Regions from separate parts of the Mus musculus genome. Here regions 2, 3 and 4 are each linked to region 1. A link is a contact called in public HiChIP or PLAC-seq and promoter capture Hi-C data. All regions are on one chromosome and are shown on one strand. Each heading gives the region's core, a stretch centred on a gene start, on an enhancer-like site or on the middle of the called end of the contact. The rest is flanking DNA. Distances are from core to core; before and after follow the strand shown.

What was found. Promoter capture Hi-C pulls out the DNA fragments that hold promoters and counts their contacts. HiChIP or PLAC-seq counts read pairs in DNA pulled down with a chosen protein or histone mark.
Region 2: a FOXA1 HiChIP or PLAC-seq map of pancreatic cancer cells shows a contact between it and region 1. The contact joins the promoter of Ptk2 here to the promoter of 4933427E11Rik in region 1. A contact is called at or near these places in 2 of 115 datasets of contacts at active chromatin or transcription factors (embryonic stem cells and pancreatic cancer cells).
Region 3: a contact with region 1 is called in a promoter capture Hi-C map of pre-B cells, with 3 times the contacts expected there. The contact joins the promoter of Eef1d here to the promoter of 4933427E11Rik in region 1. A contact is called at or near these places in 2 of 39 promoter capture datasets (hippocampal neurons and pre-B cells).
Region 4: a promoter capture Hi-C map of embryonic stem cells shows a contact between it and region 1, with 2.1 times the contacts expected there. The contact joins the promoter of Gpr20 here to the promoter of 4933427E11Rik in region 1. A contact is called at or near these places in 6 of 39 promoter capture datasets (the C10 cell line, embryonic stem cells, liver and 2 more), 1 of 15 datasets of contacts at CTCF or cohesin (large pre-B cells) and 2 of 115 datasets of contacts at active chromatin or transcription factors (embryonic stem cells and large pre-B cells).

The regions. Positions count from the first base shown.
Region 1 is chr15:74,704,803-74,712,337 of GRCm38.p6, forward strand. It overlaps 4933427E11Rik (RIKEN cDNA 4933427E11 gene), which reads left to right and starts at 4,359. Exons shown (of 1, transcript NR_033197.1): 1 at 4,359-5,572. It overlaps Jrk (jerky), which reads right to left and starts at 4,520. Exons shown (of 2, transcript NM_008415.6): 1 at 4,445-4,520; 2 at 1-3,062. The coding sequence starts at 2,632. The coding sequence ends at 959.
Region 2 is chr15:73,419,393-73,426,927 of GRCm38.p6, forward strand. Ptk2 (PTK2 protein tyrosine kinase 2) reads right to left here and starts at 3,799. Exons shown (of 35, transcript NM_001358046.1): 1 at 3,617-3,799.
Region 3 is chr15:75,906,716-75,914,250 of GRCm38.p6, forward strand. It overlaps Eef1d (eukaryotic translation elongation factor 1 delta (guanine nucleotide exchange protein)), which reads right to left and starts at 2,629. Exons shown (of 10, transcript NM_029663.2): 1 at 2,530-2,629. Tigd5 (tigger transposable element derived 5) reads left to right here and starts at 3,020. Exons shown (of 1, transcript NM_178646.4): 1 at 3,020-7,535. The coding sequence starts at 3,076. The coding sequence ends at 5,004.
Region 4 is chr15:73,703,048-73,710,582 of GRCm38.p6, forward strand. It overlaps Gpr20 (G protein-coupled receptor 20), which reads right to left and starts at 4,458. Exons shown (of 2, transcript NM_173365.2): 1 at 4,274-4,458.

The DNA of each region.
Region 1 (7,535 bases), core at 3,109-5,608:
TCAAGAACAAAGCCACGGTGAAAGAACAGTAAGGTAACCTCTGCAGACAAAGGGCACTGGGAGTCACGGGCACAGCAGCCACAGTGCTACTCATCGGCTACAATGCTACAATGTCAGGAAAAGTCATGTCCTCCGACAGCTGGTCTCCATAGAACCAACCAGGGCAGACACATATCCCACTGGAGTAGTGCTAACCCCCCTACCCCATGTTGAGCTCCAAGGCACCAAGTGCTGTTCTGTTCTGTGACTTTGCAAACCGTTCACATAAAGGCTGTTACTTTGAAGTTCTGGGGAACACGGACTTCTGAGAACATGTTGGCCTCTGAACAATGCTGAGATTAGCACAGTGGCTCTGTGAGACCTGGACCCCAGGGGTAGGACCTGCTGCTGACAGGGACACTACAGAGCTTGCTGTTGAATTTGTTTGTTGATGGATGAGGTGGGTGCAGACCAAGAGGTTGGCATGATACCTCAGCAACTAGCAGTGGGGGATGTGAACACTGAGGCCAAACGCTGAAGCCAGTGCCCTTAGGAATGGGCGTGGGGTCCACCAGTTGAGGAGAGCAAGCCTCCCAAGGGCTGGAGGTACACCCCTCAAGGCACTTCAACCTGATAATGTGGCTCAGTTTTCCAACACCAGACACAGAACTGGCCCACTGAACCAAGCTGCAGCTAGGGGAGGCTCCAGAGTAGCGAGATAGAGGGTACCAGGTCTCTTGCCATTCAAATGATAGATTATCTGTGCTAGAAGATACAGTTAAACCACTAGCCAGAACATAGAGAGCCCTCTGTAAACAAGGAGCAACCCTGACAAGAGCCATGCTCCTGGGGCCCAAGCCTGTGCTTGCTCTCTCGCTCATCTCAGTATGCTCTCCTCCCTAGCAGGCAGTCTCTGCCCCACAGCTGCACATGCCATAGAGCAGAGCTGCAGAGGGCCAGTGGGTGCAAACAAGGTACTTTAGTTGTCACCTGCAGTGGAAGAGCAAGGCAAGGTAGGGTGGGTTGTGGCCACACACACCCCAGGGTGCTCCTGAAGGGCCTCAAGTTTGATCACAGCCCTGAGAGCCACACGGGGCTGCCTCAGCTGCTGCTGTCTCCTGAACACCGTGTGCAGTGCCTGCAGCTGCCCCATCTCTTGCACGCTGAAACACGGCTGCCGCTCTGCAAAGCGCACAAGTGCCTCAAAGGATGTGGCTGCCTGCTCCCAGGCTGCCTCCTCAGTCTCACCGGTATCTTTCTCTGACTTTTTTGTACACCTAGTGGCCTGGGATGGTGCCACAATGGCAGGGGCCTCATCTATGTCCCTCCCTGCCACAACCCGCTCTTCAACCCTGCTGTCCTGAAGCCTGCTGCCAGAACAGGTTGGCCCTTCTTTTACAAGCCCAAGGATGTGTGCGAACGTCTTGTGAGGCTTGATGGCACAGCACTCTGCTTCCTCCTCAGAGGAGGAGCCTTCAGTGAACGTGACAGTGGGCCACAGTTTCCTCCAGGCCCGCTGGAAGACCTGGCTAGGCACAGCATTCCAGGCACGGGCCACGTTGACTATGGCGTCATTTATGTTGTGGCGGGTGGGGAAGCCCTGGAAGGCCACGGGAGGGTTAATAAAGAGCCTCATGAAGGCTCTGCGAATGCCTTGTTCTGTGGGCTGCAGTAAGGAGGTCACGCTGGAGGGCAGGAAGATGGTGAAGACGTTCTCTGACACTAGCTCAGACTCCTGTGAGTGGGCCCGGGAATGGTCCAGCAAGAGAATTGCCTTGCTGTCTTCTGGTAAGCCTATGGTTCTAAAGTGCTCTCTCACCGAGGGGACAAAAATATGATGGAACCAGTCTGAGAAAATCTCCTTGTCTACCCAGGCATTACCCTGGGCCTTGTAAGCAATAGGCAGGTGCTGGATGCCTCTGAAGGCTCTGGGGCCGCCACCCTTCCCAATGGCCAAAGGCTTGATTCTGTGGGAGCCTGTGGCATTAGCGCACATCAAGACAGTCAGCCTGTCCTTGCCCTGTTTGAAGTGGGGCACAGTCCCATCATCTGGGGCAGAATTTGGCAAGCACCGCCAGACAAGACCAGTCTCATCAGCGCTGTACACCTGCTCTGGAGACAGCCCGTGCTCCGCTGCAAGGCTCCTGAAAAAGCCACAGAACTGCTCAGCAGCTTGGTGGTCAGCCGCCTGCTTCTCGCTGGAGGCATCCAGCTTTTTAATGCCATGCCTGGCCTTGAAGCGCCAAAGCCACCCTCCAGAGAACACACAGGGCTCTGTCAGCCGCATCTGCTTGTAGAAGTCCTTGGCCTTTTCGATGAGCATAGGGCCCGACACAGGGATGCCCTCAGCGCGCTTTACCAGGAACCACTCATAGAGCACCCGGTCCAGGTGCTCCAGCTTTGGGGTGTGCAGGGTACGTCGCTGTTCCAGCGCCTGCCGAGAGTCTGAGCTGGCGAAGAACCTGAGGAGCTGGGCCTTGTGGGCTTTGATGTCATACAGAGTAGACATGCCCACATTATACTCCTGCATCAGAGCCTTCCTACTCTCCCCACGCTCCAGCCGGGTGCAGATGTCAATCTTTTCCTTCAGGGTTAGCACCACTCGCTTCCGCTTCTCCCCCTTGCCCTTGGCTGCAGCCTGCTTGGAGGCCATGAGGAAGCAGCCGGAGCCAGGCTGCCCCTGTCCTTACTTGGTTATGTTTCTCTCTGGCTCTTGGGGCCACGGTTTCTCCCTCTCTTCTCTACCTGCCCCAGGAACTGATCCCAGGCTTAAGTCAAGTTCATTCTTGACTCTACCCTGTCTACAGCAGTCTCTTGCCTTAGTTTGCCTTCAGTATCAGGACTCTAGCATACTTAGGCCTCAGATCCTGGTAGTGCTGTTCTCTTCAGGGGAGGAGACAGGAGAGCTACCCTGGACTGCTGGGGTGCACCTGGAGCCTACGGCCTCCACACAGATGTCACAATGTGGCAGCTTTCCCCTTCAACTGTGTCCAGGTTTCAGGCTAATGAAGATTTGATGGCCCTAAGCTGGAGATACTCCTTGTGAGGATTCACAACGTTGCTTAACCCATACACTCCAGGAACTAGAAAAGCAGAGGAGAAAGAAAAATGTTACTAAGAGCAAGCACTCAAGATATGCTTAGATTTTAAACATCAGTGCCATTTGGCCTGTGTGTGTGTATGTGTGTGTGTGTTAACCAGCCCTTCCTTTCAGACGACACAGTAAGCAGCACCAGCAACCTTTAGAAATGTTCAGAAAAGGCTAAGAGTCACAATGCATAACTAACGCCTTCTCTCTCCCTGTAAATCTTATCTGGAATGCTCCTCCCAATCGAGCATTCGATAAGTCAGAAGGCCACAGAGTTACTTCCACAAGCAGTATAAAAGTGCACCCCAGACCACAACATAAGACACACGAGTCATTTATTCAAATGAAGTTCCAAAGATAGGCAGGGAATACAGCTTGCCACCGGCCAGCTGTGTAACTCTATTCCCTTAAGTCAGTCTCCTGGTCTGCAGAACTCAGTGCTGGTCCCCAAGGCTCTCCTCTGCTAGTTAGATCGAGGATAGTGTGCATACCACTGGCACACAGTATTTGTTGTGGGCACTTCACTGTGGAGCAGAGGGAAATCAAGGCCAGAGTCTACTCTCAGGGGTAATGTTTAACCCAGGCAGCCGAGGAATTCCTCAGCAACTTAGGCTACCGGGAGGCTCAACTTATGATGGCTTAGTGCCTGCCCTGCAGATGTGTTGAGAGTGGTTTAGTGACTGAAGACACCCACTTCAGAAATGAAATTTTTGCCAAGCTCCATGTAGTGGTCCAAGCCTACCATCTCAGCACTTGAGAGACTGAGGCAGAATGGCTTTGAGTACAGTGCCAGCCTGGGCTACCCAGTAAGTGCTAATGTAGGGGGAAAGGGGAAAGAGGAAATTTGAATTTGGTACCACTCTTAGAACCTCTTAAACGTGACTGCAGAGATCCAGGAGGCTTCTACCTTGGGAAGAACTGTTCCAAGGGAACACTGATAACCAAGGACCACTTGAACAGAAGCTTAAAGGACCTTTTCTGGAGCGGGAGTATAAAGTGGGAGAAGCTCCTAAGAGGAGAGGCAAATTTCTTCCCGCAGGTCCTGAGACGTCTGGGGAATGGATGGAAGAAACAGCCTGCAACCTAGCTGCAGCCCAGACGACACACGGGGGAAAAAAAACAAAAAACAAAAAACTCAAAACACAGGCAAGAAACGAATGAAGGGGTCCGGGGAGAGCCAGGAATAACCGAGCTTGCCCGGTCTGCGGACTGGTGAAGCGCCTGGGAGCCGAGGGGACCTGAGAAGGGATGCTCGAGTCCCGAATGCGACTCGATTCCCGAGCGCAGAAACAACGATGATCGTCCGGCTCTGGGATGAGCCTCCAAGTCAGTCGGCGGAGGCGGCGGCCCAGCCCCGCACGGCCCAGCCCCACTCACCTGCGGACCCCGTGCCGCCGCTACCGGCCGGAAACGCCAGCCACGCAGCTCTCCACCGGCCCGCTCTTCTCGGCCTTCCCCGACCCACTTCCGGGGGACGCTCTAGACCACCGGGAGACTTCTGTCTCGGTGGTGTCTAGGTCGCTAAGGGGCGACCAAGCAAGGAAGCGGTCCGGGCCCAGCGGCTCAGCCTCCGGTAGAACAACAAAAGCCACAGGGCGCTTCGCGTTTCCTGAGGAACGGAATCTTCGAGCGGAGCGTCCGATCCTGGGAGCCATGGCCCGGAGAGCACGGACGGAAGGCTGGGTCCAACGCCACCTTGCGGTGGGAGGTACCCAAGGCCCGCCGGTTGCCAGGACCCCCTTTCCATCCTTGTGGACCCTTCTTTTAGCTAGGATTCAAAACGTGTCCAATTTAGACGATGCTGATGATGAGATTTGAATCGTAGTATATAGCGTAGAGGCTTTGAGAGGCATTGAGATGAAATGAACCATTTTGTATGTTGAACATACCTGAATTCGATCAGTTGTGTGGGTGCCCAGTCTCTAGATCCCTGAACCTGCGAGTTCAAGAGCTGAAAGGAACTTGGCAGGCATAACCAAAAGAAAGTCGTCGAAGTATAAAGTTTATTCTGATTGTCTGTAAGCACAACGGTTCGTTGTTAAAGGATCGAGTGAGAGAAGACACTCCAAAGGAAGGCTATGAACTGACAACAGAGCCTGAGCCTTGTGCTTTGAAGATGGAGGAAGACTACCATTCAAGAAGTGCAAGTGGTTTACAGGAGCTCCAAAAGGCGGGGAAACTTCGGACTACAGACCTGTTGGCACCCTGATCTCAGTACCCTGGGTCCTCAGAAGTGGGAGAAAACATAATTGTGTTGTTTTGGGACCTCCACACGGGGGTGATTAGTCACAGCTCCATAGAAACACAGATTGTGGAAACTTGTTCCTCCTTAATTCACACCCTTGCCTGAGTACCCAGGACCCGTCTGCCTGTTCTTCCCCACCCTCTCTTGTTAAATCTCTTGCTCTCTCCATTCAAATTCCCCAGGGATCTCCAGTACAAGATTTTTAATAATACCAAGGAAGGCTGGGTGGCTCCCAAATCCATGTCTCCTTCCAGAATCTCCTCTCTGATGTCGAAACTTCTGTCTCTTCCCAGGACCTGGACATAACATGCACCTTGAACACAGTGTTTCTGAAATGAAGATGGGAGCCTTGTGATTGGCCTGGTGCTACCCATGGTTTTTCCTGGCAGTTCCACCATCCCACTCACCCTGAACTCTTCCTCATGCCCCACACCCATTCCACCACATCTGATTGGCCTTGCCCCCAGAATCTATTTTTTTGGATTCCCTCCTTCCCTCCACCCCCCTGAACTCTGGACAGGCTATCTGTTGCCTGTTCCTTGTTCCTATTGTTCTGACCATACATTATTGTCAGCTACTGCTGCTGCACTGTGAGCCAAAACCCTGCCCTGGGACAGCCACTGTCTTGTAGCACATGACTGTGGGTAGTGACTTAAGTGCAGGCCAGTGCTAAAATGTATGGGACATGGGAGGAAACTGAGTCACAGAGGATACTAGGCACATGATGTGACTGAAATCCAGGACCCTTAGAAGTATTTCCGTCAAGTTTTCTGGACTCCCCTGGGACAGCTGGCTCCATCTCTGCCGGTGGTTCTCTCCTGCCACCTTGTGAACATGGGATCATACATTTCTCTAGGGGAAGGGCTTGGCAAGGACCTGGGGCTTGGCACATGACTCCAGACTTATCTCAAGGACTGAGTGCACTCTAGCAGTGGGTAACTGGTCAGAAAGGGAGAAAGACTGGGGTCCCCTTGGACCTGGCACTAAGAGTTACCCTCTACTGCCTCCCATTACTCCATGGGGTTAAGCCTTTGAGATCACACATTCCAGCGCAGCCTCACCAGCCAGACTTGCCCTCCCAACTTACCTACAGTGGCCTTGGAGGGGGTCAGTCTGGACAGATCACTTATCTACCCATGGTCTGGCTTACCTAGCCATCTTCCAAACCCATAAGCCATCTCTGCATGGGTGTTCCCTCTGTCTGTAAGCCCTTGGCTGCAGGAGGCCTGGACTACAGAGGTGCCCATTGCTTAGATGGAGTAATCGCCAACCTCCCTTTCCTCCTTACAAGATTTCTCATGCCTCCCTATCTCGCCTGCCTGTCTCCATGGAGGAGTAGGCATGTGAAGAAACCCAGGGAAAGGCAGGGACAGCTCTGAGAGCTTTCAGGCAGAAGGCAAGCTGGTGACAGTTGGTAGCCTGTGGGAAGTGGGCATTGCAGACAGAACCATGAACAGTGCTGAGGGGAAAATCATTTCTGGGTAAGCAGGGGCCGTAGAGATTAAAACTGGGTCATGCCCCAGGATTCGGTAGGGCCTGTGGAGCTTCAGCCCACTGTCCAAGGGGTTACCCCAGAGACCCAGCCCCCAGATCTCATATGTACACATGCGCTTACCTCACAATACACACATAGTGTACATTTGACCTATAACGCACACTCTCTCATGTGACTCAGGTTTCCATATCACACAGAGTTTGCAAGGAGTGGCTTTAACTTCCAGAACCCAACATGGGGACCATAGTGGGAGAGGATACTCAGCTTCCTAGAGGCCTGGCTCCAAATGTGTAATATCCCTGACCTGAGGGACCATGTTTCCAAAGGCCTGCAGTGACATAAACAGAAACCAGTTGTAGTTTCGCATTCCACGTGCTGACTTGACTTTTAAAGGCAAAATTACAATTGCACCCAACTGTGACATGTGTCCAAGTAGGGGAATCCTGTGGTATCCCCCTAAGAAGAGGTAGAGGTCTGATGGAAAGGCATAGTTTTGAGAATCCACGCCCAAGGAACAGTGGCTTCTTTGCTATGTGAACGGGCAGGCTCTCCAAGGAGTATGGTGGGCTGTGGAGGAAAAGAGAGAACAAGAAAAACTAGAGACTCAGGAAGTGGAGCCAGGCTAGGCTAAGGGTGAGTCATGTCAAAGCCCCAACCTATAGCACATTCACTCGTGGAGGGGAACATGCCCTTTGTGATAGGCTTTTTCAGGAAGTGTACTACCAGAG
Region 2 (7,535 bases), core at 2,549-5,048, 1.3 Mb before region 1:
CAGGTACCATCACTCACATTCTGAAAACCAGTTAAGCTTTGTCCAGTCCTGCAGGCCCTGGGTGGCCATTTCCCCTCCAGAGCTACCAATATGAGCCAGGTGACCCCCACAAGTTACTCTGAACTTCAACATGCAGGTCTTCTGTGTACACTAGGGGTGCTACAGCACCTGCAGGCCAACAGTTCTCATAGGAATAACATTGAAGCAAAATCCCCATCCAAGGCTGGGAAGGAGGAGAAACTCTCCCAGGTTTCCCCAGAAGGCAGTGACACTCACAGGGGCCCAGTGGTAAGATCACTCCCCTATTATAAGATGATTCCAGTCATTTTCTTTCCAGCAAGGGGAAGTATTCATCAGCAAGTTCCACATAGAACTACTTTAATTAATTTTAAGGCTGATAAGGAAACATCTTCATGTCCGTAAACTCTGGTCAACACTAGTAATGCTGTCTTCCAGCTCCAGCAGCACACACAAATTCTATTTCCCAGTTCCAAGATTGCAGATTAGATACAACAGCACCCACTAAACTCCACTTAAACTGAACGCTGAATCATACAGAATTCTCCGAATTATATTTCCATACTAGAACCCAGTAAAGATAAAATCTTTAAGAATTATAGGTAGTAGGCTTTATAATCAGCAATGCCTTTAAGGGATTTTAAATACGATCTATCATAATTCCTAGAAATTAGTACCAGAAACTGAGATATATAAATTTCATTTCTTGTACATGAGGCTGCTTTTCTTCCTTAAGTCATAAACTTTTTGCCAAAATGATGTAGAGGAACAAAGCCAAAAAGGCTCAAATATCCACTATTAATACAGTTCAGAGACAGTGGTCAAACACACCTTCTCAGTGTAGTCTAGTGAGACCAGTGTGTCTCAGGGGACCGGGAGGAGGCTGACAGCTGTACTCTTAAGGTCCCTGGAATTTATCACTACCAACACACACAAAAAACACAGCCATTAACTGCCAGCCTTTTAAATTTCTTGAACTTAAGTAATTCTAAAAGTATCAGAAAAAGATTCCAATAACAATTTATTGCTGATTATTTTAGGAATCTTAGTAGAGGAAATGGTAACAAAAATATGTATTCTAAGTGGTAGACTCCAAGATTTAAAGCAAAGCCCACAGAAACCATAATTGTCTGATTATTTTGATCTTTGCAGTGCTAGGGCTCAAACGCAGAGCTTCATGAACACTTGCTACCACTGAGCCACACTCCCTATATGCTTCTCCAATTGTAGTGACTATCATCACCACCACTGCTGCTACCACCAGCAATGATGATCCGATGATGATGATGATGATGATGATGATGACGACGACGACGACAACTACAGGCTGGTAAGATAGCACCACAGGAAATAGCACTTGGCTGTAATAAGCCCAGCAACTTAAATTCAACCTCTGGTAGAAGGCAAGAAGCAACTCCACAAAGTTGCTCTGACCTCCACACTTGCACTGAGGTACACGCCAACTTGCACACATATCATACACACACACAAATAATGAAAAAAAATTAACTTTTAATGTGACTGAATTTAAAACAAGAAGTGACCCAGGTAAAAATTCATCTAAACCGAAAATGTCTAATGCAAACTAAAAAGATTTGCACACTATATGAACATGTTGAGCCACATCTTTTGTAATTCATTTTTAATTATTTTCTCAAAATTAAGACCTAAGGGGCGAGTCGACTCAAAATTTCTGTGAACAAAGTTCCTACTTCTCTTACTCAAATTAACATCCCAAGAAAGGGCAATGATGTCAAAACTAGTTTTATTGCATTATACAGTGTAATATAAAATCCTTTCTTCTACATGCTCAATCATCTTTAAAGCAACTCGGGTTAACACCTCTTTATATTCTGAGGGAAGGACTGTGCCACTGCTCAAACTCCGAGCCTTTCACACGTAACACACAAAGAGCTAACTGCCCAGCCTACAAATGTCTTTTAGATCTCCCAATTCCTATGGAGAAGAGTTATCTAACCAGCTCCAGAACAGGGTTTTGAGGACTGGGGGATTATGTAATTTCCAACAACAGGATTAGAGTTCCAAACTACTTCACATACCCCGCTTCCTCCGTGCTGCCTCCTCCCACCCTTCACAGCTACTGCTGGAACTCCACCCCCAACACTTCCTTGTTTAGTGGGCTGCCAGCCTCAAACACAGTAGGTCCCATCTACTCTAGGGAGCTTGCCAAAGCTGTCCTGGCCCCACACTATGGATTTTGAGCCAAAAGGACTTACCTGTCCAGGCATCATCTCTTCCTGAGCCACACAGTCCTAAAAGCTGTGACTTGTGGGTCCCTCCCAAACAGAAGCCACCTTTGCCTGTAGATCACGTATAAGTTAGCTTATATGGCAATGTCCCTAACAAGATCCTTTCCAGGAAAATGTACTCTTGTAGCCTTTTAATAAGCTCAAGTGTCTTAAAAGGAGGCCAGGGATCGGCCCACTTACAACAGCCACAAATATAAAACTAAATTCATAATAATACTGGGAACCATGTCCACGTTCCTTAAAGTTTCCTGTTAGGACTGGGGGCGTGGCTTTGTGGACCAGCACGAACCGCGTGGGAAGCCCTGGTGTTTCATACCCAGGAAAAAAAAAAAAAAGTTCACGTTTAAATACTACACGAAACTCAACAGTATCACTGAGTGGAAATATTATCTATAGTGTATCTCCACAAAAATTCGGAGAATGCTAATGTTAGATGAACTAGCTCTTTTTATGTCTGCATTCACAATACTTCTGTCCCAGGTCACTGTTCAGAGACCTGTCTTTGAAAGGAGACTTTTCATTCCTCAGTTTATAAATACACACACACACAGTGAGGCGCTGCTATTTCACTTCAAGTAGTAATAACCCATTACCACAACCATGATAAAGCTTCCATTCTAAGTAGAAATGCCAGCGCTGGTCAGATTTAAAACGAACCCGCAAACTCTTGCAGTGCCTTCAGCTCCAACCTATTTCAACCAGTTCCCATAATCATTACAGTATTGCTATTATCTTGGTCCCACTGCCAAACACCCAGCTGCAGTCTAACTATGCAAGAATGAGACACTGTTGAAATGGCTTTCAAAAAGCAACTTTCTCCTCGGCGCATTTCTCCGCAAAAAAAAAATTAAAATAAAATAAAATAAACCTTACAATTAAACGACACAAGTGCGCACACAGACACGATCGCTCCTCCGAGCGGTGCCACAAAAGCAGCCGGCGAGGACCGGCGGGGACAGGCAGCGCGCCGTGGCGGGGCTGGGTCGGGGCGGAGGGAACTTGGACAGCACAATGACTCCGGGGTTCGTGCGGTCGCACTGGAAGCCCCGCGCCGGCCACCCCGCGGCTGCTCAGCACTCCGCCTGCCACCTCTTTTGTTTTTCGGCTTTCGGGCCTCCCGGTCCCCGCCGCGCCCGCCCCGCCGTCCCGGACCCCGCGGCCTCTCGCGCCCCAGCCCCGCGGCCTCCTCAGCCCTCGGGGCCCGGCCTGACGAGGAGCGAGGCCGGGGCGCGGTGGGGGCCGTGTCCGCCGAAGCCCGCACCGCGGCCCGCGCCGCCCAACGCCCTGAGCCCGCGCCTCCGCGGCCGCGGCCCGAGCCCCGCACTCACCGGCCACCACTGGGCGCGCGAGGCTGAGGCAGATAGAAGGCAGCGGGGCGGCGCCGGCACCGGCAGCCGTGCTCTCTCCCACGCGCACGCCGGGCGCACGGCGGTCCGGCCGGCGGCGGTAGCGGTGACGGCGGGCTCGCGCCCTCGGGCCGTGCTGAGTCGGCGCGGGCCCGCGCGTGCGCCGTGGCTGGGGAGCGCGCGCCCACACCTCGCGGCGCGCAATGCCTCACCTCAGCGCAGAGCTCTACGCCTGCGCAGTGCGGACCGCGCCTGCGCAGAGCAGTCCGGCGCGCCCGGCTCCTAGTAAAGTGTATCCCAGCTGTGCGGGCGTGGCGTCGTCCGCGGATAGCGCTGTTCCGGGATGACGAGGTGGCCCCTGTGGCCGCCCCAGGGTCTGCGGACTAGGCCTGGGTCCCTCACGGTCACAGGAGATCCTTAGCCGCACACACGCCGGCCCTGATCTTCTCCAGGCTTCACCGCTTCAATAGAGGTTCATGGGCTTTCTGTAGATGGGGAAACTGAGGCACAGAGAGTATTTTAATGGATCTCTGAAGACGGTCCGAAAGATCGTTTAGGAGTGCCTGGGGCCACTCACATTCCAGCCCCTTCCCGCAGCCCCTGTAGATCTTAAGACTGGGGAAGCCTTTCGGGGACACTGGGTGGACAGGAGGGCCAGAACGGGAGAGCCACTGTGGATGGCTGCTGGCTTAAGAGCCAGTTCCAGCGCGGAACTTACCACGAAACGTGAGACTGGGGGGACACCTTTGCCTGAATCAAGCAGGTGGCCCTGTCCTTCCGAGCCGTGCCTAGTTTCCCTGAGTTTGTTTTTGTGCAGCAACCCTACGGAGAGTCTTAAGCAGGAAGTGGTGACTGATTTGTGATCTCTGAAAAAAAAAAAGGAAAAAAATCACTGGCATCCTTGCGGTAGGAAATGAAACCAGAAGCGGGGAACTTTCATTTTTAATGGTGTCATTTTGATCTTCGACCACAAGCCAACGAGCAAGCAGGACAGGCAGTGAAAGGTGAACACAGAACCACCAACCACTACATACCTGGGAGCTGTAATTTACTCAGGTATAATAAAACGCTTTGAGTTGTCGAGATTTTGCCATATTTTAGTGTTTCTTTTTTATTGTTTTTTTTAATGAAGTGTATTAAACTTGGATTTGAACTAGTAGTGGTGGTTATGTTTGGGGGTTTTTTTTTCTCTCCCAGATTTATTTATTTTATTGTACTTGTGTGTTTTCCTTGAATGTATATATGGGTATCACACACATGCCTGGTGCACGTGGAGGTCAGAAGAGGGTATTGGATCTCTTCTGAAATTAGAGATAGTCGTGAGCCAGCCACCATGTTGGTGTGGGAATAGAATCTAGGACCTTTCCAAAGACAAGTGCTCTTAACCACTGAGGGATCCCTCTAGCTCTAGTTTTATTTTGTTTCGTTCTTGTTTGTTTGTTTGTTTGTTTGAGATATAGTTTCATGTAGCCCAGGCTGTACTAAAACTTTCTGTGTAGCTGAGGATAGCCTTGAACTCCAGCTCTTTCTACTTCCATCTTCTGGTGCTGGGATTACAGATTATGTCACAATAGCCAACCTATAGTGTTTTTCTGCACTTAAAATTAGAAGGGATTATGTCTCTGTGTCACCTCTAGCACTTTTTCTTCGGCCCCATGTTAGTTGTCACTTCGGTAATGTCAGCTGACTACTTTGAAACCCGAGCCACCCATTGCCCTGCTGAGTGTGCTCCCATCTAGGCTCCTTGCCTGCTTACCCTGTTGTCTCCAAACCTATTGTTCAGAACAGTTCAACACTGCTCTTGTCCGTCTCTCGATTGTCTCTGCTCTGGACTTCTAGATTCATAGAACAGGGACTTTGTTTTGTTCCCCAGGCAGTCCCTGGCACACAGTAAATATTTGTTGAGTGGGTGAATGAAGCTTTGCATGGTGTAAAATGAGAGATTATTATTTAAAGTATCAGAAGGATAGGGGGGAGGGGCTTGGAGTGGTGACACAAAAGGGGGTTTGCATCAAAAATGGCTTTGTGAGGAGAGGTAGCACTCTGCAGTGGACTGAAAAGGGTCACCGAGTCTTTGACAGGCCTCCCAACAGGAGGCAGAATCTGAGTTTTCACCCCTTGAATCTGCACAAGTCTCATACTTTGCTTTGATCACAGTGATACATCATAGGTGACATGGTGCTGATCACAGGATACCCAAAGCTGTTTCTTCTTAACCCTGACAAAAGAGTGAAAGTTGGCCTCCTAAGCAAGCCACATGGGACCCTAGCAGCAAGCTGCCAGCCTCTAGGCTTGTGAGCGAGGCTATGCTGAGCCACCCAGCTCCAGCCAAATGGTCAGTCAATAGCAGCCTCATGGGGCCTTCAAAGACCAGTAATGTCCAGCTGAATACAGTCCGCACCTCCAAATTGTGTCTTGTGTCTTAGTTACTTTGTCAAAACACCATGACCGCAGCCAGGCATTGGTGGCACATGCCTTTAATCCCAGCACTTGGGAGGCAGAAGCAGCCAGGTCTACAGAGTGAATTCCAGGACAGCCAAGGCTATACAGAGAATCCCTGTCTCAAAAAAAAAAAAAAAACCAAACAAACAAAAAAAAAGAAATAATATTGCCATGGGAAGCAAAGAGCTATTACAAAACAGCAGAGTGTCTGCTGTGTCAGTGTGGCTGACAGATGGGAGAGTAGTATCCAGAAGGCTGTCCTCATATATCCTATAATAGCCTCATAACCCTGCGGGTGACCACCTGTTATCGATATCCCCACTTCATGGATGTGAAAGCTGTGTCTCAGGATAAAAAGAATGAGTCAGGTAACAAGGCAAAAATTCAAGGCTGCTTCCTTCCAACCATATAGTCTCTGCGCCTGCTTTTCTCTCTCTGGGTAATCAGCCACACTCCAGCCACCCGCACTCTCGCTCCTAGAGCAGCCTACTGCACTCAAACCCCTTGCAAGAAAACAAAACAGCCAGCCCAACTTGGCTTCTCTCTTCCTGCACTACATCAGATGGGCCAGTACTTCCCTGGCGTGGGAAGTCTTCAGGAAGGGCTTCCTGTATTCCAACAGCGCAGCTGCACAATCCCCCAAGCAATTCCACTTGAAATGCCCATCCTCCCCCAACTGCCCAGAGCTTCCTCCTAGGAGAGCTCTCTCACAGTGAAGAAGCAGAAACGGACATTTAACAGTCAGGCGAGGCAGTGACACACACTCTGGAGACAGAAGCAGGTGGATCTCTGAGTTTGAGGCCAGCCTGATCTACACAGTGAGTTCCAGAACAGCGAGGGCTATTACACAGTAAAACTCTGTCTCAAGGGAGGACACTTAGATAGACACTGAGCAGCCTGCATTTTTGCCCAAAGATGCTGGAATGAGAGACAGTGAAAAACGAAGATCAGATGTTGGATCACAGTTTGGTCTAGCAATGACCTGTAGCAGGGGAGGATGGCCCTTATAGTGACAAACTAGGGAAAAGAGCAGGAAGCAAGGAGGACCTCAGCAGACCCGGATTGCAGCCCGACCATCCTCATGTGACAATCCAATGGCCCTGAACAAGCTGACCACCCTCTCTGCTTACTTTCTCCTCTTTAAAATGGGGAGGTTGGAGAAGGAGTCTGCCAGTGCAGGAGCTGGAGCTGGCAGCTTTGCGATGCTGCTGCAGCAGTTTGTAAGCTCTTTGTTTCCTTCCTTGCTTCACTAAGGACTGGCAGCCTGTCCAGGCCCAGCTGTGCTCCATGCATCTTACCATGGGCAGCACCACATCCTAAAGATTAAAACACAAGAGGTAGGACTGGGAAGATGCCTCAGTCAGAATGCTTGTCAGATGAGCTCAAGGACCTGCATTCGATCCCTTGTTATCCAAAAGCCGGGCAGGGCAATACCTACTTCTACTTCAAATGCTAGGAG
Region 3 (7,535 bases), core at 1,379-3,878, 1.2 Mb after region 1:
CTGAGGCTTTAATCTAGGCAATAGCAGGAACATGCTGAAGAGACTGAAGTACCAGAGAAAGCAAGCTTCCAGACAAGCAGGCTCTGCCCTGCTCCCAGTCATAGGCTATAGGATATAGGACCTAAGGACCTGGTCAGCTATCAAGTTCATGCCTGAGCTCTGGGGGCACTGCATGCAGACAGCTCAAGTGTCAGACAAGGCCTGATGGGTCTTAGGTCCTGAGATAACAACAGAGCCAGGCATGGCTATGTAGCCCAGCACCCAGACCTAGCTTCCTCCACTCACAAGAAGCTTGTACTAGCTAGCTGCAGCCTCTCAGGGCTGAGCTACCACTTCTCTGTAAAGAAGCGCACATGTGTTCCGGGCTCTCATAACTCCTACCAATCTGGGCCAGGCAGCAGCCTCTGCCAAGGGTACTTCTGGCTTGGGAACTGGACCCTGAGGAAGATGAGAAAGGCTATGTCACAGCTGTGCCCCATCTCAGTAGCAAACACCTTGAGGGTTCCACATGCTGGGAATAAAAGTCCACAGAAAAGCTGGCTTTCTGAGCCCTAAGCCCATACCTTTCTGTCCTCTGGACATTCGGAGGTAGCATGTCACCCCCTCAGTCTTGACAGTGATGAGCTCCCAGTACTGTCTGTCCTCCACAGGATTAGAAATGTGCAAGGTGGGTAGGGAACAGGTCTGTCAGAAAAGTTCAACTTGTATCCCTTCACGCTTATAGCCACATCCTCTGGGCTCACCTGGCCTGAGTCTGTGAACAGATGCTGCCCATGGGGGCTTTTTCTGTGTCTGGTATTCAAAGGGGGCAGCTGGTAGCACTTGGAATGTGAGGACTCACGAGCTTTTCAGTCACAACAGCCACGCAGTGTGACTCTCCCACTGCAGCTTATGTTGGCACAGGAGTGGTGTCTTGGTCTTTTTTTCCCATGGGTTAGTAGATTCTCATCTCCAAGCTCCCACCCTGCTTCTCTGCCTCTGGGATATCCCAGTCCTACTCAGAAACACTGGCCTGAGCTGTCTGCCCACTTTGAGACCCAGAGGCTAATGCTGTCACTCCAGTCTAAACCCACCCAGCCCCAATCTCCTTACCCCCAAATGCTATTGTTTGTTGGCTCTATTTCTGTTCCAGCAGACGGTACCTTGACCTGACACACAGGTCTTGGGACTCTGCTAGACGACTTGCTTTCTCAGCTCTTCCTTTACACCTGATAATATCTGGACCATACCTTGGGGGCATTGGTTGTGTGTCATCTTAGACACAGGAAGGAGAATGAAAACTCTGATTGGTAGAACCACCCAAGTCTGCTGAGTCAAGTGATGTGTGGAACTGGAGACCAAAGCACGTTCCAGCACCCGGATTTCACATGTTTCAATGACTCCAACATTCAATAGGCACACAGCATCTTAGACCCCTGGCTCAGAAGAAATGTTTAATGCCAGCATCTCCTACCTGCATCCCCCAAGTGTCACTCTTGCTATCAAGCCCTCTCAAGCACTTTTGCCTCATCTGTACTATGCCACGGAGCCTCACCTATCCAAAAGATAAGCCCGGAGGACGACCCTGCAGCAGCCTTCTCCTGAGAGGGCAGAAAGCCATGCAGAGCAAATCCCAGGCAACCAAGTCTAAATGGCTCCCTCTGCCAACTCTCCAACTGTTTGCTGAGTTCTCCTCCCACAGTCCGAGAGAAGGTTCATGATGTACTGGCCATCACAGAGCCTGGGAAGGGGACTCCTTGTCCCTTTGACTTCTTCCTCTTGACTCTGTTGCCCCACGGGATTGGCTTAGGGGGCACTCGGTAGTCCTGTCACATCCATCCTTTGCTTCATCCATGAGAATCCGCCTGAGATAAGACCCAGTTATCCATCCCCGAGTGACAGGGCCAATTCAGAAGCATCCTTGGGAGTAGCATCCCAACATTATAGCTTCACCAAGTTCTTTTTGCTGCAGGGTAGCCGTTCACTCTAGAAAACCATGATGCCCGGAGAGAGTGCTCATGTATTAGAAAAGGGGCGACCGTACCCTTCAACGCCCCTTTCCAAAGAAAGCTGCCCAGATCACCTTATTCAAATCAGTAAGTAGAGCTAGTCCTGTTACTTTTGAGCAAATCGACACCACCACGCCCTTTTTTCTACCCTGTGTTCGTGGACCGTACGAGTTCCACCAGTCAGCACCCGAAGCAACCTCCCTCTATGCCTAGAGTTAGGTACGCCCTTGGTGCTTAACCGCAAAGACCTAGGGCGTTAGCAAGAGCTGGGCCCCCAAAATTCCGGAGCCAGCCCGACCGCAGGCAACCGTGTCACTCAAGGCCGTGCCGTGCTGGGATGTGCGGAGCCACCGCGCAGCCAGCCTGAAGCAGCGCTCCGGAATCTGGCAACCATGTGGCCAGCGGCCCGCCTCCACACAGGCCCAGACGCCCGCCCGCAGCCCGCACTGTCCCACGGGAGGCAACCCTAACGGCGCGGGGCCCGGGCACTCCAGGCCTCCGCCGCACGTGCGCTCCTTGAGGCGGGGCCCCCGGTACTCACACGCCAGCCAAGGACGCAGCAACCAAAACCTGGAACTGCGAGCTCAGGACTGCAAAGGAGAGGGAGGGCGCCCGCGCAGCTCCCGGAAAACGCAGCGGCATAGACCACGAAAGGCACGGCGGGGGGTCCAACCCTGGGCACGCGCTGTCTTGCCCTCAGAGCGTGCATCACGATGCATGCAGGAACCACCATGGTAGAAGCAAAGGAAGAGCTACCTTGAGAGCCGCGCTTCACCTCAAGAGTTGTCGCTAGGAGCGGAGAACCGGATCTCCCAACACGCCGAACCCCTCCTCAGCTCGAAGAGTGGATCCGTCCGACGAGGGCGGGACGTAATGAAGCTGATGTGCGCACGCGCTAGTGACGCGCCCAAGGCCAGACTGTGCGCAGGCGCCACGAGGCGAAGTGGGCGGGCCTTGCGGGCCGGGGCAGGCAAGGCTGGCGAGACAAAAGGGAGGGACCCGGGCAGCCCCGCCCCCGAGCCCCGCCCCGAGCGGCCCGCGCGGGGTGTCAGGCTCGCTTTCCCGGGTGGTCCCTGGCGCCGACGCCATGTACCCCGCGAGCCCTCCGGCCGGCCCAGCCCTGCACCCGGTCCCGCATCGCGCTCGTCTTCCCCAGCCACGGTGCCTTGCTGAGCCGCCGCGATCGCCGGCGCCCGGCCCGGGTTCCACGGCGCGCCCGCCGCCGCCCCCAGCGCCCGGGCCGCGGCCCCGGGTGGCCGTGAAGATGACTTTCCGCAAGGCCTACTCAATCAAAGACAAGCTGCAAGCCATCGAGCGCGTCAAGGGCGGTGAGCGGCAGGCCAGCGTGTGCCGCGACTTCGGCGTGCCAGGCGGCACTCTGCGCGGCTGGCTCAAGGACGAGCCCAAGCTGCGCTGGTTTTTGGACCAGCTGGGTGGAGAAGTGGGCACGCAGCGCAAGAAGATGCGTCTGGCCAACGAGGAGGAGATCGACCGCGCCGTCTACTCGTGGTTCCTCACCTTGCGCCAGCACGGTGTGCCGCTATCCGGGCCAGTTATCCAAGCGCAGGCTGAGGCCTTTGCTCGCCAGATCTACGGCCCCGAGTGTACCTTCAAGGCTAGCCACGGCTGGTTCTGGCGCTGGCAGAAGCGCCATGGCATCTCTAGCCAGCGCATCTATGGTGAGGCTGAGTCCCCGGTCGCAGGCCCCGCGCCTGTCAAAGAGGAGCCGGCGCAGTCACCAGGCGCAGTTCTCGTACCTGACGGCGCGCCAGCCACTCTACCCCACTCCGAGGGCGGCTATGGCGACGAGCAGATCTACAATGCTAACGTTACTGGTCTCTATTGGAGGTTACTTCCGGAGCAGGCCTCAACTCCGGGCACTGGGGACTCCAAAGAGCCTGGTGGGTGCAGCCGACGCTGGCGCAGTGACCGAGTGACAGTACTGCTGGCCGCCAACCTGACGGGCAGCCACAAGCTGAAACCACTAGTCATCGGGCAGCTACCGGACCCACCCAGCCTGCGTCACCACAACCAGGACAAGTTCCCGGCCTCCTACCGCTACAGTCCGGATGCCTGGCTCAGTCGCCCGCTTCTTCGGGGCTGGTTCTTCGAGGAATTTGTCCCTGGCGTCAAGCGCTACCTGCGCCGAAGCTGCCTGCAACAGAAGGCTGTGCTGCTGGTGGCCCATCCACCCTGTCCGAGTTGGGCCACTAGCATGCCTCCCCTGGAGGAGAGCGAGGAGACTCCCAGGCAGTGCCAGCCTGAGCTCCTTGGGTCCCCAGAGGAACTTCAAACACCTGATGGTGCAGTTCGAGTGCTCTTCTTATCCAAGGGCACCAGCCGAGCACACATCCCTGCACCGTTGGAGCACGGCGTGGTGGCAGCCTTCAAGCATTTGTACAAACGCGAGCTCCTGCGGCTTGCTGTGTCTTGTGCCAGTGGCTCCCCTCTGGACTTCATGAGAAGCTTCGTTCTCAAGGACATGCTGTACCTGGCTGGCCTCTCTTGGGACTTGGTCCAGGCAGGCAGCATAGAGCGCTGCTGGCTGCTGGGTCTGCGAGCAGCCTTTGAGCCTGGGCAGCAGCCAGCTCACCAGGTAGAGGAGACTGCCGAACACAGCAGGGTGCTCAGTGACCTCACACATCTGGCAGCTCTGGCTTACAAGCGCCTGGCACCTGAAGAGGTGGCCCAGTGGCTACACCTGGATGATGATGGAGGCCTTCCGGAAGGCTGCAGAGAAGAGGTGGCCCCCGCTGCTCCTCCATCCCCAGCTAGCCTGCCCTCTAGCATCGGGGCTGGAGAGGAGGAGGAGGAGGCCACCGAACAAGGAGGAGTGTTGGTACCTACTGCTGGGGAAGCTGTCTGGGGACTAGAGACAGCTCTGAGGTGGCTAGAGAGCCAGGATCCCAGAGAAGTGGGGCCGCTGAGGCTTGTGCAGCTACGTTCTCTCATTACCATGGCACGGAGGCTTGGGGGTATTGGGCCCTCAGCTGTAACTTCTGATGATGGTGTGTGACTACCTTGGCCCAGTGGTCTTTTTCCTGCCTCACTGGGAGAGAGGGGGCACATACAGTCTGCCATCTTCCACCTTTTCTCCCCGGTAGTCCACTGTATGGGTCCGGGGATGCAAGCCCAGCCCAGTTTGGAGGAGTTCTATAAGTAAAGGATGTACTGCCCCAATCCACAGGGTCTGGGGAAGTGGCTATGTTCTTCCCTGGGTAGGCACATGTGGGCACATAAGCACAGCCCCTACTGGAGAACAGTTGACTGTACTTCCACTCTGGCCCCTATGGGGCTCACACACACACACACACACCTACCTGCCTCCGAGTGCACTGCCTGAGGCTGCTGCTGTTTCATCTGCTTCCCTGGTGCTACCTGGTCTCATCTCAGTGGGGAAGCATTTGGTTCTTGGTTTTGTTTTAAAAACATTAAACCTGTTTGGAAAGATGCTCTTCCTGGGGAACCCATGAGTGCTGACTGACAGGGTGAGGTGGTCTCTGGGGCTCTCTTGCCCTTGCTCTGATAACTCAGGTCCTTATGGTGCTGGATCAAAGCCCAGGCTAGGCTCCATCCAGTCCCTGGTGAGCCCGGTGCCTGGTGAGGTTTTGGATGCAGCAGAGAGTATAGCAAATTCTGTTCTACTTGGATTTTTAGTCCCTCCCACTCCCCAGCCCCCTTTAAGTACTCCATTCTGGATAGGTCTTCTATTCATGAGGTTAGCAAGTGTTTGGATCAATGGGCAGGACAAACCACAAAGCACTTTGTTTAGCTCCAGGGCAGTCTGATCTACCTGGAAACATGCCCTAGCCTTTGCAACCATCTGGGAACTCTGCAGTGCCTTAGAGTCAACCTCTAGCCCCATGGGCTCTTCCTGCACCAGCCTTCTCCAGGAACTATGGCTGGATAGCCCAGGTTGAAGGAGAAAAGGCTCAAAGGAATGTCCACATTTTGTATCTGCTGCTCTGCCCAGCTGTGGATTCAGATGACTGCTGGCCGTCTGGAGCTAAGGCACCTGCGTCTTAAGGAGGGGCACTGTGTCTTTGCAGGAATTCCATCCAGAGCCTTTGTCCCGGTCCTCCTTGTCTTTATGTCTCCTACTCTGAGCCTTGCAAACATGAAGTGGAGAAGGGATGTAACAGCTTGGCAATGGGCAAAGCCTTGAGTGACGTATCCAAAAGTGATTTCCACCTAGGCCCAAGAATATAGTTCCTTGGAGCCACGACTACATCCCAGTCAAAAATCTGCATAAATATCAAAAGCTGAGGGAAAGCATAGAGCAACAGAACTGGAGCTCAGGTAGCAGGCTCCATCTATGCACACTAAGGACCATCTGACCACCTAAGTACCCAGCCTCCCCAAAGATGACCTAGAAAACCTTGGGCAATCGTGGCTGGTGGGGGTCTCCAGCACTAGCTACTTGGCTGGGTTTTCAAAAGTCTAATGTGTTTATACCAGCAGCCTCCATATCAGCCAGATACCCAGGTTAGGAACTACCATCCAGCTTTGACAGACCTGCTTTCAAATCTGCAGAGAGCCAGATCTGGGCCTTGGAGGTACACTCAAGGCTGGGTAGCTTCTAGTAGCTGCTCTTCAGCCTAGGTTACATGTACTGTTCTTTTGAAGAGGTTCCGATCTGGCCTGGGCTCAGGTAGACTGGAGTTGGCAGAGACTAGGGCTCAGGAGTAAGACCCCTCTCACCAGCCTCTCTAAAAGCCCCTTTTACTTGGGCCCAGGAGGTTATGACCTCATATTGCTGCTGCCTTATAAACAAGCAAGTACGGCCTGGCTGAGTGACAGGGTTCCTGTCAGGTTTGTGTTCGTGTACTACCATTAACGGGGCTAGGGAGATGCCCATGAGGCTCAAAGGTGTCATCTCAGGCTAGGGATGTAGTGCAGTGGTAGGATGTCTGCCTAGGATGCCAAAGGCCCTAGGTTCAAACAACTGCACTGTAAAAAGAAGAGAAAAGTACACTTAGAAACATTCTGGTGTTCTTTACATGCTCTAGGCGGGGGTTCAGATAGCTGCGTCCTGGTTGTGGAGGAGGCTACTTTGCCCAGGTTGTCCAGCAGGGAGTCCTATAGCTCTGAGGCTTACAGTGCCGAACAGCCCAGTGCACAGAGGCCTCAGCCCCCATGGCAGTTCACCTTTCTGTACTCAGTATCTGATGGAGCTTCACAGGGCTCATGGCCCCCCCAGGAGAGAACCTTACACTCTCACTGTATATGTATTTATGTATGTATGTATATATATATATATATATATATATATATATATATATACACTCACCCATTGGTGGTGTACCGCGCTCCCTGTGGGCAGGCACTGAGCTGCATGAACTAATGAGGTTGAAACTGTAGTTCCCTTCTTCAGCAGCCATTGCCACCTGCTGTGTACCAGGCCTCACTCAGGAATCCCAGTTCACTTGCCCCCAGAGCTCGGCCTGTTCCCCAAAGTGTGGTGATCCTTTGGCTTGGGAAGTACAGGCAGCCTTTTCTGCTAGGTTCTACCTTGGATTCATAAACAGACTGTCTGGAGAAAGCACC
Region 4 (7,535 bases), core at 3,208-5,707, 1.0 Mb before region 1:
ACTTGGCCTTCTACTCCTCATTCAATGATTTTGCTACTTCTATGATGCTGTATATTGTACCTTCCCACCAGTCAGAGCACTTTAGGGATGGTGGGCTATCAGAGCCCAGCACAGAATAGCCGTCCTGCCAAAGTCGGCAGAGCAAGGCAGGCTTCTTGCCCTAATACTCACTGTCTAACCACTGCTCACCTTCCCAGAGCCCTCCGGGTTCCACTAAGAGTGGAGCTGGGGGCCTGTTACTGGTTTTTACCTCCAGCTGTGCCCTCCCTATCCAGTAGTTGAGCGAAGCTGAAACCTCTTCCAGGAAGCCCTTCGACGTCACCCAGACTGCTGGGTTTGTCCCTACCCCAGCACATCATCACACTCCATGGAATTGTCTGCTTCGAGCTTGCTCTGCCGCCACCTGGACCCTGGGGATTCACTCCACCTTGTTGAGTCAAGACTTTGGGGATCTACATAAATGAAGAGAGTGCTGCAGAGAGGCCTGGGGGTGTTGTGTGGCTCAGTGGGAAATGCCCACATCGCCCACAAAAAGAGCTTTAAGTTACAGTGAGCAAGCTGAAGGATCCCGAGTGGGCCATGTCAGCCAGCCCAGGATTTCTCAAGAGATTTCAGGAAGCTCTCAGGGACAGATCTAACTTCTTAAGTCACCCTCCCTTTTAAGTCAAGTTGATATACCATGCTCTGAACTCTAATGGGAGTGGCAACTTCTGTCGCTCACAGCTGTGAGAGTGGACCTGTGGCATGCTCTAGTGTAGGATTCCCTATTGGTCACCAGGGGCCACGGCTACTTCTCTCCTTAACCTTTGAGTGGGGAGTGGCTTGTCTTGGCTTTTCCTTAGGCTCTGCCCAAACCCATCCTGACGTCAGCATGTGGCTTCTTGGCTGTCTAGTGGCCCCACTGTCTCTTCTGCAGATTGGCTGCCCAGCCTGGCTCCACATGGGACCAGGAAGCTAAAGGGTGGCTCCGGATCCTGCTCCACCTGATTTCCTGCGCCAGGCTTGGGAGGGGCAGGCGCTAGGGATCGTCTGGGCGGGAGTATGAGTATTTCACAGCTCCAAGGCGGCGGGGCGGGGCGGCAGCTTTTACAGGAGAGGCAAGCCATCTGCCCAGGGTCATGACCCTGGGGATCCAATATGCGTTGGGCGGGACCAAGAGCCATGTAGGGAGCAGGGGGGCTAGTTGTAGCAACTGAGAGGTTCTTGGGGACTCTGAAGTCACAGGTGTATGTACGAGTTTGCCTGGGCTTAGAGTGTAACCGTAATAAAGATCTACCTAGTGCTTCTAAGGCCAAGAGAGCCATGGCTAGGGAAGCACCTGCTTGCTTATTTTTATTACTAATCATGGTTTTTGAGACAGTCACATTCTGGTCCAGGCCGAACTGGAACCTACTATGTAAACATAGGCTATCTTTGAACTCACAGCAATCCTCCCGTCTTAGCTACCCAAGGGCTGATTACGTGTGTGAACTACTGTGCTGGACTCCGTAGCTTCCTCTTTAGATCCAGGAGCAACTGTGTTCTGTTGGCTTCAACTGCCCCGTGGTTTCTCTTCGTTTAGTCTGGCATAAAGATCCAACTTTCTCCGAGTCACCTGGCAGCTCTCTGAAGCACAGTTAGGACCTTAAGACCCCACAACCCAGCTTTCCTGGGAGCGGACCACGCACTGTTGTGAACAGGACCTGGGCTGTATCTTGCTGACTTCCCCCAAAGTCACCATCTGAGAAACTTTACCTGAGACCTTGGGAATGGGACTAACAGGAATGGCACGTTTCTGGAGGATCACACTTGGTCACACTTGGGGCTTCTAATGTCCTCAGGTCTCCCTGACATGTTGGTTCCTTGCTCACCTCTAGCCTAGACAACTATAGCTTCCCTGGTCCTTGACACTCTGTTTGCCAATTCAACCTTTTGAAGGGCTGCTGGGATGTGCAGAGTTGGGGGGGTGGGGGTGGGGGAAATGCTTAGTTCTTCTGAGTGCCTGGTGCGTATGCTCTCTGCATCCGCTGTTCTCCATCTGGGGCATGCTGTTCTTTGTGCCTGGGTTACCTGGTAGAGTCTGCACACTCTGTTCCCTGTGCTTAAGTCTCCTGTCATAAGTGCTTAGTACTCACAGTCAGTATCCCACACAATACTCCCTGAACCCCCTTAAGTTCCCGGTACCTTGGATACCTTCCCTGAGGAAAAAGCTATAATCCCATGATTCTTTGGTCCCTATGAGAATACCTCCAAAGATCTCACTAACCCCTCTCCCTCCCAAGGGAACCCCAAGTAGGTTCTGCTGACCCCATTTTGGTTACGAGGCCAATGGGGCCTAGAGAGGCTCACTCTGATGCTTTGTGTCACACAATAGGGACAGAAGTAATAGGTTTGATTTCTGTGCTGTCTAATTCCCAGCTATTAGCTCTGTGGAAGCTGAATGCACATCAGGCCAGGCCTGTTGCCCACCCTATGCAGAGGAGGACTGACTCAGCCACCTATAGTCTGCCCCCCGCCCCCCAGAATGCACATAGAGCAGGGGGTTCTGCAGGCATTAGATCCGACTCAAACCCCAGCACTGGGGTCTTAAGGGATTTAGGCTGAGTTGGTCCCTCCTCATACAGCTCACATCTGGAGTGGAAGCAGGGCCAGGAGACCCATCTAAGAGAGTAGTGGAGGGGAAGGCTGGACAGACACATTCAAAGCCCCAGGGTAGTCACTGTGTGGTCCAATATGCAGTGGAGAGCTGGGGCAACCTAGGTACACTGTTGCCTTGGTTTTGACTAGACCTATGGAAGGAATCTTACTCAGACATCTTTGGACCTGCTTCACCTCCTTCGAGGGCGTGGCTGGGACAATCACCTTCCCTAGTTTGTGTTCCGTTCTGTGTGGCAGTGTCTTGTTCATTTGCCTCCCTGTTTTTATTTGCGTGGTATCTGGCTGGACTGGAGCTAGTGAGAGTGCAATATCCGAATTTGGGAGGTAGAAGCAGGGGGATTACTGTGAGTTTGAGGTCTGAGTAACACAGTGAGCCTGGGCTACAGGAGATCCTGTCTCAAGAACTATAACCAACCAATCAACCAACCAACCAACCAACCAACCAACCAACCAAACCAAGGAACACAAAACAACCCCTACCCCCCAAACCCACTGGAAATGGGTCTGATGCACACACTCTCTAAAGCCAGCCCTTGAAAGCTGACTCAGGAAGAACACTGCAACCTAAGCTATGAAGACATCAAGCTAATAGAGTTTCAGGGCAGCCTGGGATGTAGATTGAGGCCTTACCACAAAACAAGCAACAAACAGGAAAGACCCCATAGCCAACCCCATCTCACACTATCTTGTACAGGTTTGAAGAAATCCCCTGAAGAATCCCAGGAGGAAGCACAGCTCCCTTTGTTCCCACCGTGCTTGCAGAAAGACCTACTCAGCAGACACACAGCCAGGCAACCCCCTGGCAGCCTGTTGCTCTGGGGCAGCACACAGAGGCAGGCAAAGGCAGGTAACCTCTGCGGGCTATGCTTTCCCTCCACCAGCCTCTGTCTCCGTCCTGCCTGAGGCTACCCAGCTGCTCCACAGCCTGCCCCCGCCAGCCACTCTGGCCACCAGCCAGTTCCCAGCCAGCCAGCCCCCTCGGGACCCTGCTCTACAGCCTTCTCACAGGGCAGCTACACCAGGGAAGCTCAGTCCGGAAGCATCAGCTTGGGGGTCCTGTTGCGGGCTGAGCAGAAAATCCAGCAATGGGCCTCAGTTTCCCCACTCCCAAAGAGGTAGAGGAAGGACCTGGACTAGGGCAGAGACCTTGAGCCAGGGGTGGGCAGATGTGGTTCCTTGTAGAGAAAGTGGATGCTTTTCCAAGCCTTGTCCCCTCCTGGTGCTAGTGGTTAGGGACCCAGAGCTCATCAAATGCTGTTTGCCTGGTCTGTGGGACCATCCCAAGTGCCTTCCTGGACAGGAGAGGAAACTGAGCCCTTGGCTTTGGACTCAGCAGCGGATGCGCAAGTGTGTGATCGGTTTCATGAATGAAATCCAGAGTGGGCAAGGTGGGTGAGGGTCACTGGGAGAATAGAGAGCAACCCCACGGGGCAGGGAGGGTGCCACTTCTGCCCCTCTCCCCTCCAAACTCTTTACATCTCTGCGACTGTCTCTGTGGCAGAGGGCTGTGAACTGGGCTTGCTTCTTGGTCCTGTTTCTCACCCCCTCTCTTCTTCCTAAGTCACCCAACTGGGCAATACGAATAGCCCGCTCTGTGCACAGGGGTGCAGGAGGCAGCAGTGCCTGGGGAACTCACCCGCTCTTGCCGCACCTTCCTCTGGGATGAGCCTGTCCCCTGAAGCTCTAGGTCTGTGGACCCACAGACAGTGCCTTCCCAGGGCCTGACGTCAGGCCAGCCAGCTGCTTTTGGACACAGGCAGAGGGGTGGGAGGGGTGGGGGCGGAGCGGTCTCCCTCCCAACCCCTGCTGGCCTGGCTGCCTAGAGGAAGGGGGGCGGGGTTGGGGTGGAGGGAGCCTGGGGGCGGGAGAGGGGTGGTGGTGGGGTCGGAGATACCACACCTTCCCTAGACAGAGGGGTGAGCCACAGCTGTTCGGACCAGGAAGAGTGGAGGGGGGCAGGGTTGGCTTCTGGCCCAAGGCTATGGGTTGTCTTAGAACAGCTCGGCCAGTTTCTGAGAAGAAAGATCTGCTGGGTGGGTCCCGTCCAGTCGCAGCAGCCAGGGGCTTAGGACATCCAGGCAGGTGTAACCACAGACAGCTGGCAGAGGATGGTCTCTGGTCAGCAAGGGCTGAATGTCTCTGGGGCTGAGGCTGTGCAGGGCTGTTTGCTCTGCCAGGAGTTCCCTCTAGCCCTCTGCTCTTCATGTCTGTCATCCACTTCAGTCATACCACAGTGCTTTCTCGAGCATCCACTCAACAGCCATTCTGACATCGATGACCAGGGAGGGCTGTGTGCAGGAGACCCCCCGGGCCCTCAGAGCTCACACTGGGTGTGAGAAACAGTAGAGGAAGAAGTGGGTGCCTAGTGACAGATCCAGCCAGCCCAGATGAGAAGTGAGGGCAGGGTTCCGGAGTGGATAGAGGGAGGTGCCACAGGACGGGGCTGCCTGGATGGGTAGAGGAAGGGGAAGCCATCTTGGTAGGGTCAGCTGCGTAGTCTGCAGAGCTATGAAGCTGGGAGGGAGTGGTCACTTGCACACAGAGTCTTAGCAGCCCTTAGAGGCTCCAGTGGTGGCTTTGATCCTAAGGGAACAGAAGGTTCTAGAAGAGGGGTGTAATCTCCCAGCCTTGGTCTCCACCCATCATAATATTCATAGAATCTTGTTGTATCTTTCCCACTGGGGCAAACTGAACCCTAGGCAGGAGCCCATGGCTTGCCAGACCACCTCCCCTAGGTCAGCAGCGACTTCTGGTCCTGGAGGGAAGGTTTTAGGCTTCTGTTAGGCTGCGGGGCTGAGGGCTAGGTAGGGCTTCAAAGTCACTGGCAGGCAAGTAAAGGGCTGGAGCTTGGAGGAGCTCACGTTTCACACGCTGCCCAGAGGTGGGTCCAGAAAGCCATGGTCCTTGCCTAGGGATCAGTGCCCACCCGTTCCTTCTACACTCAGCCAGTAGCTGAGACTTTCAATGCCTGGGATACGCGGTGCCTATAGCCTGGATGCATAGTTCCTATCCCTGCCCTGACTCCACGTTGGAACAACACAGGAAGGGCTGTGCTGGCTTTTACTCCTTCATGCCCTTCCACCTCCAGGAAGCACCTGGGTGGGTCCTGTCCTATCACTTGGCAGGGTATACAGACCTGAGGAGAAGGGTGGCGCTGAGGCTCAGGGGCCAGGGCAGTCCTGAGGCATAAGTCTACAGCCTCAGTGGGGCTCTTGGCTGCTGCTGTGCTTGCTGGACTATGTCCGAGGGGTGACAAGGTGCACAGGTCATAAGTGACAGGCCAGGTGCATGGGTGGGTGCAAGGGGAGGCTGGAGAACGGAGATGGCTGATGTGTGATGGAACCCTAGGGCATTGCTGGGTATCGTGGTGCAACACGACCTTTGCAAGAAGAGGAGAAGAGTGGCGTGCATGTGGTGTGTGTGCGTATGCATCATTTGTGTGTGGTGCATGTGAAGTTGAGAGGGTCTGTTCAACTGCCAGGTCGTGCCTTGCCATCTAGAAACATAGTCTGGGGGTTCATCATTCAGTAAGAAGTGCAGAATGCAGCTAGGTGGTGGCGGCACACCCCATTAATCCCAGCACTCAGGAGGCAGAGGCAGGTAGATCTTTGGGTTCAAGGCCAGCCTGGTCTACAGAGTGAGTTTCAGGATAGCCACGGCTACACAGAGAAACCATGTCTTGCAAAACAAACAGACAGACAAATGCTGAATGGTGCACCCACAGTGGTATCTGTCACACATGGGCTAGGTGCTAGGTCTCACTCAACCATCAAGCCTTCTAAAGAGCTGCTGGGTTCCACTCCCAGGGAGGACAAATCAGAGAGGTAATGTCACCTGTTCAAGGGTATGTCGTTAGAAAGAGGGGAGCCAGACCTGGAGCTGTCCCTTCTGTCAAGCTGCCAGTCACACTTGGAACCAAAGCCTGGCCTGCTTTCTCCATGCAGGCTTCAGGAGCAGCTCCAGCCCTAGTACTGGGCAAAGTGTGGGCTTCTGTCTCTTCCGGCACATTGGTCCTGGGGACCATGCACTACTCTGAGTTGGCTGGGCTTCAGTTCTCTTGGTAGAACTGGACCAGGGTCAAGAGTTGGCCAAACCCCCTGCAGAGCCTGGATGGCTTTCTATTTCAGACCTGTCTGGCCTCTGGTGGTCCCCTGGGATTATGACAGCTGAGTCTGCATGGAACTGCACAGTGGGTCCCTGTAGTATAGCCGGAGCCTCTCTGAACCTCATCGTCTTGCTGTGTGTGCAGAGCAGAGACACCGTGTGTTGCCCTGGCACTCTCCTTTAGGGGTACTAGAGGCACTAGGGGCAGGGGTGTGAATGTGAGGAGGGATGCTGTTGGGTAAGATGTTTACTATGGGGAAGGCCAGTGACAAATCCCTGGGGTTGACTGATAGGCAAGACTCAGAGTGGAGTGACTGGAAGCGGGCACCAGATGATGAGCAGTCAGTCAAGGTGAACCTGGTGGGTCAGAATCCGTGTGCCTTCCCATCTGGATCCTGAATCCAAATTGTGCTCGAATAAAGAATTATTGAAATCAGCTTGTCAGCTTTCCCGGCCTCTAACCTGCCAGAGCTAAGGGTGCTCAGGGTCCCTATTTTATTTTGTGTTATGGCCACAGCTTGCTGAGGATCATGGTATATTTGACAAAGGGGCTTCTTAGGCCTTGTAGAACCCTACAATGGGCACTGTGTACATCTTACTGTCTTCCTGGACTCTACACTAGACTCTGAGGTTCAAAGAGAACTAATGTTTGTCTTTTTTGATTGCCACTCAATTATTTCTAAACTGTGTATGTGTGTCTGAGTGGTGTGTGTGTGTGTGTGTGTATGAGTGTGTTGTGTTGTAATATGTGGTATGTGGTGTGTATGTATGTGTGGTATGTGTGGTGTGTATGG